5 separate regions of the Mus musculus genome follow, and all the other regions are linked to region 3. A link is a contact called in public Hi-C and promoter capture Hi-C data. All regions are on one chromosome and are shown on one strand. Each heading gives the region's core, a stretch centred on a gene start, on an enhancer-like site or on the middle of the called end of the contact. The rest is flanking DNA. Distances are from core to core; before and after follow the strand shown.

Region 1 (2,700 bases), core at 177-2,676, 3.7 Mb before region 3:
GCCAGCCAGAAGTACATAGTGTTTGAAAAAAAAATTAATAGACGGGATGTGCTAATTCTGAATTTATATTTATGTTTGGGGTTAGGCAATTTGTTGTTAAAGGCATACAACACTACTGGCTTGCTCTCCACTTTTTGAGATAACATTGAAGACAGAAAAAAAAATCCCATTTTAAAAAGGCCCAACTGCCCTCTTCCACATCAACAGCAGAGCTCAGTGGCTCACAGCTGACATCCCAGCACTCAGGAGGCTGAGGCAAGATTACACATAAAGTCTCTTGTGTCCTAAAAACAAAACAAACACATCACCCACACAGAGGCATCTTGGCACCTGGAACCTTCACAACACTTAATAGTGCTTCCCATAGACAAACCTTTTCAAAGGTTTCTCATGAAACCTCGGATGTCTTCACACAATGCCTAGACACTTTTTTTGTTTGTTTTTTTCGAGACAGAGTTTCTCTGTGTAGCCCAGCTGTCCTGGAACTCACTCTGTAGATCAGGCTGGCCTTGAACTCAGAAATCCGTCTGCCTCTGCCTCCCAAGTGCTGGGTTTAAAGGTGTGCGCCACCACTGCCCCGCACCAAGACATATTTTTAAAAGGCTGTTTTCGCGCGCATGTGTAGTCCGAGATGGTGTCTGATCTGGAGGCAATCATGAACCTACTCCAACTGGGTGTTCTCTCCAGCACCCAGCACCGAATTTTTTGAGACTGGGTCGTTGCGTTTTGAAGACGTTTATAACACTTTATTTTTTCACCTCCATTAAAACAAACAAACAAAAAATATTTCCAGGGCTCAGAAGGCGCTTACAGCTAAGCCAGACGACCTGGGTGTCTTCCCTGGAACCCGCAAGGTGGGAAGAACAGCCTCTTGGAAAGTTGTCCTCTGACCTCTACACTTGCGCCATGGCACACGTGCGCATGCATACACGCAATAAGCACGTACATTTTCAAACAGAAAGAGAATTTTCCCGTTCTAATTGAAGCCCGGCGTGGTGGCACACGCCTTTCCGGCTAGCCTAGGCTACACAAGTCCCTGTCACAGATTACAGGAATTCGAAGAGCGCTGGTCTGATTGGCCTCTCCTGGGAGCCTCTGTCCGTGAGGACTCAGGGCCGGGTCCCCGCTGGACTCCAGCGTCTCCCGCGGGAGCAGCCTCCTGCAGGCCGGCATAGGCCCCCCCGCCGCCGAGTCCACCCGAGCGGCCGACACGCACCGGGCCGGGCAGGCCCCGCTCGCCCCGCGGCCCTCGCTTGGCACGCAGGCCCCGGAGGCCGGCCCTCACCTCACGTAGCAGCGCAGCTCCGGCGAGACACGCCCGGATGATGGGACGGAGGGGGCTGCCGGGCCACCGCCCGCGCCCTGCCCAGCCGCCCGCGCCCTCCCCGGCCCTGCCCTTCCCTGCCCGCCAGGCCCAGCAGCACTCACCCCGTCACCCCGCGCATGCGCCACAGCGGGCCGCGAGAGTAAAGATGGGGGACGGGGGGCGGGAACCCTAAGGATGAGGGCGTGGCCTGAGCATGGAGGGGGCGTGGCTTCATGCTAAGGGCGGGGCCTAACAGCAGGACAAGGAGAGACTAGCAGTGCTGTCTAGCGTCCCCTACGGGCACATCCGGGCCGTGCCACCTTCCCCCCTGAGGTCAGCGCTGTCCCACTCATCGGTTTCCTGGAAGGCCGCAGTGATCGATCCTCAGGGTCTTCAGGATCATTAGTGTTTCACGCATGGTGGTTGTCCTCAAATCCCAACATCCGGGCTAGATAAGTCCAGGGCCGAGAAAAAACGCGATGTGACTCGAGATGGGTCCTCAGACCACACCCTGGGTTCTTGAAGTCTTGGGAGATTGGAGGTGGAGTTAGAGAAGGGAGAGCTGAAAAAATGGCTCCCCCCAGTTAAGAGAGTTTTATTTCTCTTCTAGAGAAAGCATGCACATGATAGTTCACAAACGCCTTTACTGTAACTCAACAGCAAGGGATGTGAAGCCTCCGCAGGCATACACACCTCCCCATCCCCCCACCTAAATACAAAAATAAATAAATCCTAAAAAGAAGACCTGATGGAGTGAACCGAGGTTATCACAAAGGATTGCATTCTGTCATTTAAATCCTTTTCGTACCTTGACCGTCAATAAGCAAAGGATTAAATTAGATGAGCATAAATAACTGTGAACATTGTTTTTGAATTATCCCTCGGGCTGACAGTAGATTTCGGTGGTTGTCTGTGCTTGGCAGGGTGAGTGCTGAGGTGTGAGCCCTCAGCGTTACAAGCAACAGTCCAGAGTGCGGCTGTGTGTTTTCTTTCTCGCTCCTCCTTCAGTGTTAAGAATGGAGTCCAGGGGCTGGAGAGATGGCTCAGCTGTTAAGAAAACTGGCTCTTCCACTAGGGGATTCAGGTTTTATTCCCAACACCCACAATGAGGTTCACGTCTGAGCTCACGTGTAAATCCAGTTCTAGGTCGCCTGAAGCCTTCTGGCTTCCATGGGCGCCAGGAACACAAGTGGTGCACAGACATACATTCAGGCAAAACACTCATACAGATAAAAATAAAATATATATATTTTAAAACATTTTTAAATATAATCCTAGCTCTCATCCACTGAGCTGCCCCACCCCAACCCCCTAATCTGGGTGAGAGTTAAAGAGGTTTCAGTACAATTTGTGAGTGTTTCTCGGTTTTGTAACTAAAGCCCTTAAGGTTCAAC
Region 2 (2,700 bases), core at 14-2,513, 3.7 Mb before region 3:
CTTTAAAACACTTGTTGCTCTTCAGAAGGACTTAAATTGGTAGCTCACAACCACCTGTAACTCCAGTTCCAGGGGATCTTATGCCCTATTCTGACCTCAAGGGCACTGCGCAGAAACTGTGGTGAAACATGCATCCGTATATGGAAGAAAAACATACACATTAAAAAATCTAAAAACAGAGCAAACATTTAAAATCATGCTTAGTCTGATACCTGCTAGTTCATGCCTCAATTTCCTAATAGCAAAAAATTAACCTGGCCAAATAGATAAAATACTTTTTAGTATTATTTATTTATTTACAGAAACCATGTTAGTCAGAAACCAAAGATTACTCTCGAGTGATCTCCCATTAAAAAAAGAGAAATTTGCCTCCTGTCATGTTACCTGTAATTCAGTTACTCAGGAGTGTCACACAGGAAAAGCTGAAAATTCAAGTCTACAAGAGGCAACAGAGTGAGATCAAGGCTTGCCTGGGTCTCTCAGTGACACTCAGTTTAGAAACCGGTTTAGGGATACAATGGCATTTGCCTAGCATGGGAGACCTGGGAGGGGCTCAATCTTCAATCCTGGAAGAGTAGATATGTAAATAAATGTAAAATCGGTAAAAGCTAGTAACAAAAATCTTGGTTGTAATCCCTAATTTATTTTCCTCGAGTGAAGATGAAACTAGTTTAGCTAAACTAAGTTTCCCAGTTAGCGAAGAAAATAAAAGAATGCCCAAGTCTTAATGCAGTACAGACACCAAGAAGGTAGCAGCTTTCGTCACAATTACGGAGTCAAGACTTAAAGAAGGCATGAAGGAAGGCTTCAAGCCAAAGTCCCCAAACTTAAAGGAATGTTGAATTTAAAGTAAAAGACGTTCTACCTGGAAGCTCCTATGAAAAGCCACCAAAGACAAGCACACGCTAACGCTGGTGTGCGTGAAAAGAAGCGCCGTGGCCACCAGGAGGGTGGCTCCCTCCGGAATCCTGAACTGACGGCGCGGAGGAGGTGCGTGGGGAGAGGAAGCCGCGTGGGCCGAGAGCCTGCCCAGCCGGGTGGATTCCTACCTGGACAGGGCCTTCCCTCAGGCTGGCCGCCCGTCGCCCTTGCCCGGCCCGCCGCCCCGGCCCGTCAGGGCGCTCGCGCTGCGCCGGTCCGGAGCTCGAAGGTCACCCCGGACGTCGCCACCCGCCAGCGGACACTCACTCCGTCCCTGCTCCCCACTGTCACCCAGCAACCACAGCTCCGCCACAGCCCCCTGGCTGTCTCATCCTCCCGAAAGAGGGGAGGTGCCCAGAGGAGGGGCTAGGGGCGGCTACTTCCGGCGCTTCGGATCTCCTATTGGCTGACGCTTCGAGACCAGAACTGCATATATTGCGGGCGCCATTTTCCTTCAGGGCTGAAGGCGAGGTTTGTTTTGGGCAGGAGTTCTTATTAACCACTGGGCTGTTTTCTGTTCCACCTTCCAACTCCTCCCCTTGGTTTTTCCCTTCAGAGTTTTCAAAGCTCAAAGGCGCCAAGTGTGAAAAGATGTCCATGGTTATCTGAGGGTGTAGGGGGAGAAGTACCCCAAAACCACATAGATGTTTATCATGCGGGGGGGGGGGGGGGGGTCGTCAAAACTTTGACTTTTCCAATTGCTCTGGTCTTGATTGGTTTTCTGGGGTTACTGGAGTGAGCTGTGTGTGTCTACTTACTGTAAGAGGTATTACTCAAGAAAATTAATTGTTCATGATTTAAACTTTGTTAGGAATCACCTGGGAATCTTGTTAAACCATTGATTGATTGATCGAGGGTGAAGCCCAAGGACTCTACATGTTCCACCTTCCAAGAGAGGTTTCACAGCATGTGTCCTGAGAGGTTCTTTACAGAGTTAGCAAATGAGATGCTTTTGCCAGGGAAGCCCCTTTATCCATATGAATGGCAGCTACCTCATCTATAAAATACTAAAAATGCCTACTTCATGAATTGTGGGAAAGTAAATGGGTTAGGGTGTAAAGTGCTTAAAACATTGATGGGCACCTGCAAAAGTTGGATAAATAAAAATAAAAGTTGGATAAAAAAGTTGGATAAATACAGTGAATGAGATCATTTCAGACTATGACTGCTATTATGGGGGGGGGGGGAGATCAGGACAAGAGGATAGAGTGAAGAAAAATGAGCAAGGTGGAGCCAAAGAGGTATGTGTTTTCTGAAAGGATGTCATTTCTCAGGTCATTTCAGGACTGTTACTGGGAATATCTGGAGAAAAACTGTCCAAGACACATAGGAAGGACAGTGCTAAAATGGATGAGTTAAAAAAACAAGCATGAGCTGGGCGTGGTGGCACACACCTTTAATCCCAGCACTCGAGAGGCAGAGACAGGCAGATTTCTGAGTTTGAGGCCAGCCTGATCTACAAAGTGAGTTCCAAGACAACCAGAGCTATACAGAGAAACCCTGTCTCCAAAAAAAACAAACAAACAAACAAACAACAACAAAAAACAAAACAAAACAAAACAACAACAAAAAGAACTCACAAACCCGCTGTCACAGCCTCCCAAGTGCTAGAATTCAGATCTGTGCTCTCACTCTGCCTAAATTTGAAGATTTTTGTTTTGGGTTGTTTTTTGGAGACAGTGTCATTTTATATAGACAGTCCTGGGTCCTGGAACTCACTATGTAGAACAAGTTAGCCTTGGACTCACAGAGATCCAATGCCTTTGCCTCCCAGGCCAG
Region 3 (2,700 bases), core at 187-2,686:
AACACCTTTAAACAGACTAACAGCCATTTTCGCAGACTAATGCCTACGAGACATCCCACCACAACGTAAAAACAGAAGAACAGACCTTTTGGAGAACTGTTTCTCAGAAACAACTGTGATTTTATTCTTCAGGCGTTCAATGTGAACAACATTGCCAAGATTTCCAGTTTTTCCATTGACTTTAACCTTCTCCCGTAGAAACTGTTCCTATTTTCAAACAGAAAGAATGCAAAACTAGGGAAGGAAACCCTAGATGGTCACTAGGGAAGGTACCCTAGGAGCACAGCTTAGGTTAATATCAAGTACTACATTTAAATGCCAACAACTATGCAATCACAGTAAGACACTTACAAAATTTCCAGAGTCAAAAATTCCATCTTCTACTGGATGAGTAAGGTCCAAATGAAACCTCCAGGTGGACTTCTTAGGCTTCTTGTCTTTCTGCTAGACATAATTATGATGCCATTAAAGCAGTTTATTCAGCTTAGACACTGAATTCCCAAGAAAAAAATTACCAACTCAGCATACATCTGGTATAATGGGTTATACACAGACTTGACCAACACCTGAAGGAGCCTGTGCTCTATGTAAAGGTTACTCATTAGCTTGGTTTAAACCAATGTTTCAATTCCCATGAAACGTCATCATTTCCAGTTAAGTACCTTCCAAGTGTAAGCTTATTTTAGTAGAGAAATCTTGCTTGATTATGAAGAACTGCTTCCTACTGTAACTGATGTTATTTCCAATTTCAAATTAAAACACCCACCTGGGTGCTTTTCAAGTTTTATCTGAACTTAAAACACCATTTTTAGGGTAATGGGTCTCTTTATGCTTTATTGTAATTGGTCCAAACAGAGTCACCTAAATGGCTACCAATTAATAATACCTTCACCACCCTCCAATTATCGCAAACCCGGAACTGGCATTTGAGTGAATGACGGGGTGGACTCGCTCACTGCCGTGCAGTGAACAGGCAGTCCCGATGGGGCCATCAGACGTCACTCAGTTTTGAATCCTTACTCAGCAACCTTATTTTTAACAATTTTGGTTATAGTGACTTTCCAAATGTTTAAACCACGCTCTTCAAACTGCTAACGTCATTGCAACCGCGGACCTGGCCACTTAGGCTCTCTTCCGTTGACAGGGTGACCACAGGCCATGGAGAAACCCAGAGGCCCAGAGACCGACCGCGCCCGCCGATACTAAGCTAGTCGCGGGCCCGGCTCCCGCCGCGCAGGCCGCACGGCACTCACGGACGGCTCCGCAACCCGGATTCTATCGTCCCAGTCGAGCCGCCAGGCCGACTCTCTTCCCACCGCCTTCTCTCCTGCGGCGCTCCCGCTCGCTAGACGCAATAGCTACCTGTAATACCCGAGCCCCGCACACGCGCGCGCACTCACCGGCGCCATGTTGAGCTGCAGCCGTGGGAAGAGAACGGGCTTGCGCCGCACGCACGCTTTTATATAAAAACGTGCTGCGTCATACGCAGAGCGTGCGAAATACGCAACTCGGAACCGGATATGCACGGAGTGCTTGGCAGTCACCTAGGAAACGGAGGCGTGGCGTTGGGGGGCGGGGATGCCCTGGCGTTTGGTTTCCGCCTGCGTCTTCGAGTGGGAAGCCGGAGCCGACTGATTCTCTGCTCTGGCTGTGGACTTTGCAAACTTACAAACCAGAGTGGAGTAAGTTCAAGGGATGCAGGAGTTATCTGTTATAATTCAGGGCAAGGCAGACTCTCAATGTTGCTTTATGATCGTCTCTATTATGTTGCGATTATAGTCCTCCAGAGAAAAAGTTCTATGCTTTGCCTAGCTTTTAAGGTAGAGGATGTCCTTCTGAGAAGAACAAGTTGAGTACACTTTGGGTTTATTGGATAGGCATAATTTATTGTACTTTCTACTTACTGACTCACAATCTGCTGAAACCTAACTATCAATGTTTACAAAGTACACTAGGATGGACGTACCTTGATGACAGAAAGTAAAAAAGCATTTGAATTTTGAGCGGTTGTAATTGACGCCAGGTCAGAAAAGTGGTGAGGCTGTTGGTGTTCAGTAGTATACGTTTCTGTTAGTGTGAAACTCTAGTATTTAGGGACAGGAGATGGGATGGACTTTAGTTGTTGATTTGGAAAAGGCCCTAGAATGTAAGAGTTGTGTTCTATCCAAGCGATCGGTAATAGGCGTTAATACAGTGTAGGGTATGGTGCTAGTGGTGCTGAGGTTTTAGAAGAAATCAATTTCATTAAATTTTAAAATCTTTTTGCCTTAAGAATCACAAAAACTTTTCGTTCCAAATGTTCAGGCAGGGGCCAGGGTTGACATTTCTTCCTAAAGGGCTTCCTGTTCTGCAGATCAAAATGATCATTAGATATTTTGAAAATAGGCCATTAATTGACATTTAAAATTTTTGTTTTGCTTATCTTTGGCAACTTTCTGTGTCATAACAATAACCACTTAAGCCAATTATTTAAAGGAGATGAGAGACTCCCAGGACTCAAAGGGAGGAACCTTAGATGAAACACCCTACAGTAGGGAGAGGAACTTTTAGAGCCCACCTCCAGCAGGAATACAGGACAACAAGTGAGGGATGGGGTTGCCATCCCACAGTCACACCTCTGACCCATAATTGTTCCTGTCTGAAAGAATTACCTGGATGGAAATGGAGAGGAGCCTGAGGAAAAGAAGGTCCAGCTACAGA
Region 4 (2,700 bases), core at 153-2,652, 3.9 Mb before region 3:
GGAACTGCAGGAGTGAGAAATAGTCCAGGAAGAGAGGGACCACGGAGTCTCAGCTCAGCTCAGCTAGACTACAGTCAGCACTTCTGGGGAAGGGTTCAAGGGATCTCTACTTGTGTATCTGAGGATATTTACAATAAAAAAGTGATGTCAAAAGGATATGACCAAGAAGTGTCAGCACATGGAGTCTGCCTTCAGTGTAAATTCCTGCTGGGTATTTTAAATGCACTGATCCTTTCCAGCATGTTCCAGAAGGTCCCTATGCATACTGCCTCAATATAATAGGCTTTAGGGCAATTTGTGTGTGTGTCTTTCTCTATATTAGACAAGGCAAATTGTATATCTCTAACCAAGGCCCTCTCTATGACTGTCCTGAGACCTGAGCTCTTTACCCCTCTTAGGCTCCTTTCTAAGAGAACAGTGGTTCTCAACCTTCCTAATGCTGCAACCCTTTAATGCAGTTCTTTGTGTTGTGACCTCCAACTATAAAATTATTTTCACTGCTACTCCATAACTGTAATCTTGCTACTGTTATGGGTCACAATGTGAACATCTGTGTTTTCCTACGGTCTTAGGTGACCCCTATGAAGGGGTCGCGACCCGCAGGTCATATGAAAAGCATGACTGCATTAACATACAGCAGATACAATCTGGGCTGAACCCAACTTTACACATTCACTCGCACTAGTCTTTTAAAAAAAAAAACAAACATAAAATATTTTCGTGGCCTTCTATGATGTTGTGAGGTCCACGGACACAGTTATTACCGTGCCTAACGGGCCTGTCACCTGGAGCCTTTTTACACTCGTGCCTAGGAACACCATGACAGCCTTCACTTCAGTGCGCTTCTCAGCAACTTCCTATCTGCGGGTTGGAACCAGCTGCAGGTGCCACGCACCCTGATTCTGCCCTGAGCCCAGCGACGCAGTGCAAGCCTGCAATCCCAGCCCTCGGGAGCCGGGACAAGTGCAGCCTCGGATCCCCGAGACCCTGTCTCAACAACGAAGTGTGTGCAGTTGCCCTTGGAGACGCGGGCAGCAGCTCCATGCCTGCCTAGCCTGGCAGCGAGGGAGCAGCGCCCAGCATGGCGTGGCAAGGCGCTTCGCAAACGCTGAGCTTAAACAAGGCCATCCGATCTGCAGCAGCTCTTCACACGAGAGCCCCAGGCCGACTTTGTCCCCGCTCTCTCCCTCGGAGGTCCCCAAGGTCACCTGGAAACAGCCCTCCCACCTCTCACCCGCGTCTCCGAGGCCGCCACCCACCGACAGTCTTCGGAAAGCTCCGCGTGAGAAAACTTCCGACTCCGAGTCTAGGACCAGCGCGGCGGCAAGACAGCGCTGTCAGCGCGGAGACCGAAGCCCGCTGCAGCAGGCTCATGGCCGCCATGGCTACACCGGCCACGGAAGGAAGTGGGGAGGGCTAAGGGAGCCGGGAGGGACAATCCACCAGTGAGGGCGAACGCTAGAGGAGGCCATATTGAGTGAGGGCAGCGGCCCGTTCCTGCGAGCTTCACAGGCAGGCGCTGGCGGACAAAAGTGACGACATTGTAGGTGGGGCGCCCAAAGAGAGCCCTGTAAACTCTATGGCAGACTTGGGAGATTGAAGCGAGAGCCGTGGGAGCGGCCATGTTTAGTAAGGGCAAAGCCTGTTCCTGTTTGCTTCACTTGCCTCACGCCGCCAGCGGAAGTGACCTCGTGGACACCGACACTGTGGGTCTCCATTAGAAACATGGCTGCGACCAGTCTAGTGGGTATTTGTAGAAGAGCCTCAGCGTTCCTGAAGGCAGCTTGTTCCCTAGTAAATCCCAAGGACGCTGCTCACTCGGGGTAAGTGGTGAGAGAAGAAATGACTGCCTCCGCCTTTGGGCGCTTCTTGCAGGATGCAACAGAGCTCTAGACAGGCCACCGCGGAGGCAGAGAGCGTGACCTTGCAGTCGCCTATCCTGGCGCACTAGTCCTCCTGCGTTCTGTCGCCGCGGGCGGTGGGAGCATCCGCTGCTCGGTGCTTCCTCGGACTCGCAGTGTCCTGGGGCTGGGTCGGTTGGGAGGGAGGTTTCCGAGGAGTCCTGAGCTGTGAACGGAAGGCTTCCCTCGGCGTCTTTGTACACAGATTGTCCGGCAGATGTTAAGTGATGAGCGTAGCTACGGCAACAGAAGCTGCGTCTGCGAGTGTGAGAATGACAGCTTACTCTTCACTGACACTTGCCAACAGGGAGCCGAGTTTTAGAAATAGTAGAGAGCAGATTAATTGAAGGAAGCAGTCTCTTCTATATTATTACACTAACTTTGCAAATTAGCTTTTTAAAACCTTGCAGAGTTGTAATTTGATCAGGGTGGCAAACTTGAATAAATGATTTCGTCTTCCATTATCTTGATCTGATGCCTTCCTTGACCTCTGACGGTATCAGGCACACACATGGTGCACATATATGCAGGGAAAACATTCAGATACATAAACCTTAAATTTGTTAATGAAATTATTTCAGTATGTGTGTGTGTGTGTGTGTGTGTGTGTGTTTTGTAAAAAATGAATACCTATCACTCAGAAAAGAGGCAAAATATTTTGAAGACAGTAAAACCAGTTATGCATTCATAGAACACATTGCCGTTTCTTTTTTAATGTTGCAGGTATACACTTGATTTTCCATCATTTCCCCAGGACAACAGAAACATTATTAGAGTAATAGTCAAAATATACCCTTAA
Region 5 (2,700 bases), core at 67-2,566, 5.0 Mb before region 3:
TTTTTCAGCTTATCTTTAACCCTCCCCCCCCAATATCCTACCAGGTAAATGTAAACAGACTTGGATAAGCACATAATTTTTGCATGGGATGAGTGTAGAGTGACTTACTGTGATTTCTAAGTGCGAAATATCTCTCACGATGCCACTTCCTAAACAGATCAACACCATGAAAAAACCAAACTCCCGAATAGAGCTAATTCTTCCAATCACTATATCACCACGTTCAATATCTCGGAAGAAGAGCTCTCTCCGGTCCATGCTTGGCATCTCCATGAACTGCTCTAAGGGTGGCATGACCGCATAAAGATCTGGAATAAAATAAAACCAAATCACCACGATCATTCTGACTTCCTTCTCCTTTGATAAAATGCTTTAAACTAACCAGTAAATCTTGAAAAGCTTCTCAGACTAAACTTACTGTCATTGTCGTCATGCACTTCAGAGGGTGGAGATGCGTCTGATTTCCAAGACAGTGCAAAAAGCAGATCCGCTTTTTTAGAGATGAATTTTTGTATTTCAATGTTGTCAACTCTCTTCTCTTTCCTTAAAAGAAAGGTGACTATATACATGTACATATATATATATATATATATATATATATATATATATATTTTTTTTTTTTTTTTTCACTGATCCACGCTCTCATACATCCAAACTCGTGTACGGCAGTTTTCATCACCCAACCCTGCTTAGTGTCTCCAGGGGAAGTTTTATTTATTTTAGCTTTTCAGTATGCATTTATTTAGTGCTGTGATGTGGCGTCCATGTGCCACCGTGTGCAACTGGGGGATCATAGGACAAGGCTGGGATTGGTTCTCGCCTACCCTTGCGAAGCCTGGGAATCGGTCAGGTCAGGCCGCTCGATGGAAAGTGACTTTACCCACTGAGTTCCGGAAGAAGTTTTAAGCCCGTTCTCTCTGGAAACGGGAGCAGGGAAGCTTTGGCGGCGGCTCGGAAGGCGCATCCCGGCCATTCAGCCCGGAGCCAGTGCCTGGTCACACACCCCGGGGCTCGGTCCCTCCTGTCCGCCCCGCGCCCCGGCCCGGGTCACGGCCCCGATACCTGCCGGCTCCCGGAGGAGGCGCCGCGCCGCGGGCTGGCTCGGCCGCCGTGCCCAGCAGGCTCCGGAAGTGCGGGTTGTCCTGCTGTTCACTCCGCAGCAGCGACAGCAGGGCCGGGCCGTGGCAGCCCAGCGACTGCCGCAGCAAGTCGCGGTCCATGGCGAGCCCGCCAGGCTCCGGCGTCCGAGCCCGCGCTCCCGCAAGCCGAGGGAAGCTGCCCGGACGCGCTAACCTCCCGGAAGCGCTCGCGGCGGCGAGCTGCCTCAGTCTCGCGAGACCTGGCGGGACTACGGGAACCCGCAGGAAGCGCGAAGCGGGTCTGGCGCCGAGGGCGGAGTAAGGCTGGAGGTGTGACGTGTGGGGACGCCTGAGCTTAGCACGTACGTCGGGCTGTGTGGTTCCTAGGTCGCCAAGGCCAGAGCTCCGGTCTCTTTTTCACCGGGTGCTGCCGAGTTCAGCGGTGCAAGGGTGGCTGGGCGGCCGCGGAGGAAGTTTCCTCAGTCCTGTCTGCCCGGGGCGGCGCCCGCGTCCCCTCAGGATTGCCTCAAGGTGGCGGTCGCAGGAAAGCTGCCTGCTAGACCGACGTGGGGCAGACAGACAAGGACCTACAGTTGACTTGGCGGCGGCTGGAGGCGTGTCCACCTTGTTTCTCGCTGCCTTTTAGAGGGATGTGGCTGTCACCAGCCCGGAGAGCTTTAAAGCGCAGCGCGCATGCTCTGTTCTGGCGTGGCTTTGTAGGAGTTTTAGGATAAGCTGCCTACTACTAGGGTGATATCTGTGGGCTGCCTGGTACACACTGGTACCGAGTGCTTTAGGTGGCTTACTTAAAACTGGCCAGCGTTTGCTGGCTACACTTCAGTGCTAGCTCTACACCGAGTGTAACCCATAACCCCACACAACTTTGTTCTACACCTGGGCACCACACCCATACCATCAGGGCTTTTGTTTGTTTGTTTGTTTTTTGTTTGTTTTTTTGTTTGTTTTGTTTGTTTGTTTGTTTTCCAGTTACAGGGGTTTCGAATTCATTTTCTTTCGTGACAAATACGTGATTTTTGAAAGGGACAGGACACTGGATAGTTGACCAGACCAGAGGGGGTACAATGGAAAGTGAGGGAGTTGGTTAGTGCTTGGGTTTTCAGCATGCTAGCCAAGGATTCTCTCTACCACTGAGCTACAACCCCACCTACATTTTTTTTAACTTAAAAACTCTCCAAGAAACTTTAAAGAAATATGAATAGTTTAATGAACTGTTGGGAGGGGGTGGTACAGGGTACGAAAATGGTGAAGGAAATGAAGAAAGCAGAATATTCCAAACAGATTTTCACTGCTTGGTTTCTAACCCTACTTTTACTGTGATTTCAAATTTCATCTTAAAAGTAAACACATAAGCCGGGCGTGGTGGTGCACGCCTTTAATCCCAGCACTTGGGAGGCAGAGGCAGGTGGATTTCTGAGTTCCAGGCCAGCCTGGTCTACAGAGTGAGTTCCAGGATAGCCAGGGCTACACGGAGAAACCCTGTCTCGAAAAACCAACCAACCAACCAAACAAACAAACAAAAACCAAAAAACAAACAAAAAATAGTAAACACATATGTATATCCTGTAACAAACACTAGACTCTAAAGATGAAAATACGCCCT

What was found. Promoter capture Hi-C pulls out the DNA fragments that hold promoters and counts their contacts. A called contact is a pair of places that touch in the nucleus more often than the background predicts.
Region 1: a contact with region 3 is called in a promoter capture Hi-C map of liver, with 3 times the contacts expected there. The contact joins the promoter of Zfp639 here to the promoter of Rpl22l1 in region 3. A contact is called at or near these places in 2 of 39 promoter capture datasets (liver and pre-B cells) and 1 of 484 Hi-C or Micro-C datasets (CD8 T cells).
Region 2: a Hi-C map of muscle stem cells shows a contact between it and region 3, with 3 times the contacts expected there. The contact joins the promoter of Mfn1 here to the promoter of Rpl22l1 in region 3. A contact is called at or near these places in 1 of 39 promoter capture datasets (pre-B cells) and 1 of 484 Hi-C or Micro-C datasets (muscle stem cells).
Region 4: a promoter capture Hi-C map of pre-B cells shows a contact between it and region 3. The contact joins the promoter of Ndufb5 here to the promoter of Rpl22l1 in region 3. A contact is called at or near these places in 1 of 39 promoter capture datasets (pre-B cells) and 1 of 484 Hi-C or Micro-C datasets (CD4 T cells).
Region 5: a contact with region 3 is called in a promoter capture Hi-C map of pre-B cells, with 9 times the contacts expected there. The contact joins the promoter of Ttc14 here to the promoter of Rpl22l1 in region 3. A contact is called at or near these places in 1 of 39 promoter capture datasets (pre-B cells) and 1 of 484 Hi-C or Micro-C datasets (pre-B cells).

The regions. Positions count from the first base shown.
Region 1 is chr3:32,509,318-32,512,017 of GRCm38.p6, reverse strand. It overlaps Zfp639 (zinc finger protein 639), which reads right to left and starts at 1,426. Exons shown (of 7, transcript NM_144519.4): 1 at 1,286-1,426.
Region 2 is chr3:32,528,045-32,530,744 of GRCm38.p6, reverse strand. It overlaps Mfn1 (mitofusin 1), which reads right to left and starts at 1,263. Exons shown (of 18, transcript NM_024200.4): 1 at 1,050-1,263.
Region 3 is chr3:28,804,244-28,806,943 of GRCm38.p6, reverse strand. Rpl22l1 (ribosomal protein L22 like 1) reads right to left here and starts at 1,436. Exons shown (of 4, transcript NM_001347226.2): 1 at 1,401-1,436; 2 at 352-441; 3 at 86-207. The coding sequence starts at 1,409. Gm32950 (predicted gene, 32950) reads left to right here and starts at 1,593. Exons shown (of 3, transcript NR_166194.1): 1 at 1,593-1,682.
Region 4 is chr3:32,735,765-32,738,464 of GRCm38.p6, reverse strand. Ndufb5 (NADH:ubiquinone oxidoreductase subunit B5) reads right to left here and starts at 1,402. Exons shown (of 6, transcript NM_025316.2): 1 at 1,260-1,402. The coding sequence starts at 1,383. Mrpl47 (mitochondrial ribosomal protein L47) reads left to right here and starts at 1,710. Exons shown (of 7, transcript NM_029017.2): 1 at 1,710-1,823. The coding sequence starts at 1,726.
Region 5 is chr3:33,798,799-33,801,498 of GRCm38.p6, reverse strand. Ttc14 (tetratricopeptide repeat domain 14) reads right to left here and starts at 1,316. Exons shown (of 12, transcript NM_027619.4): 1 at 1,063-1,316; 2 at 419-543; 3 at 109-308. The coding sequence starts at 1,220.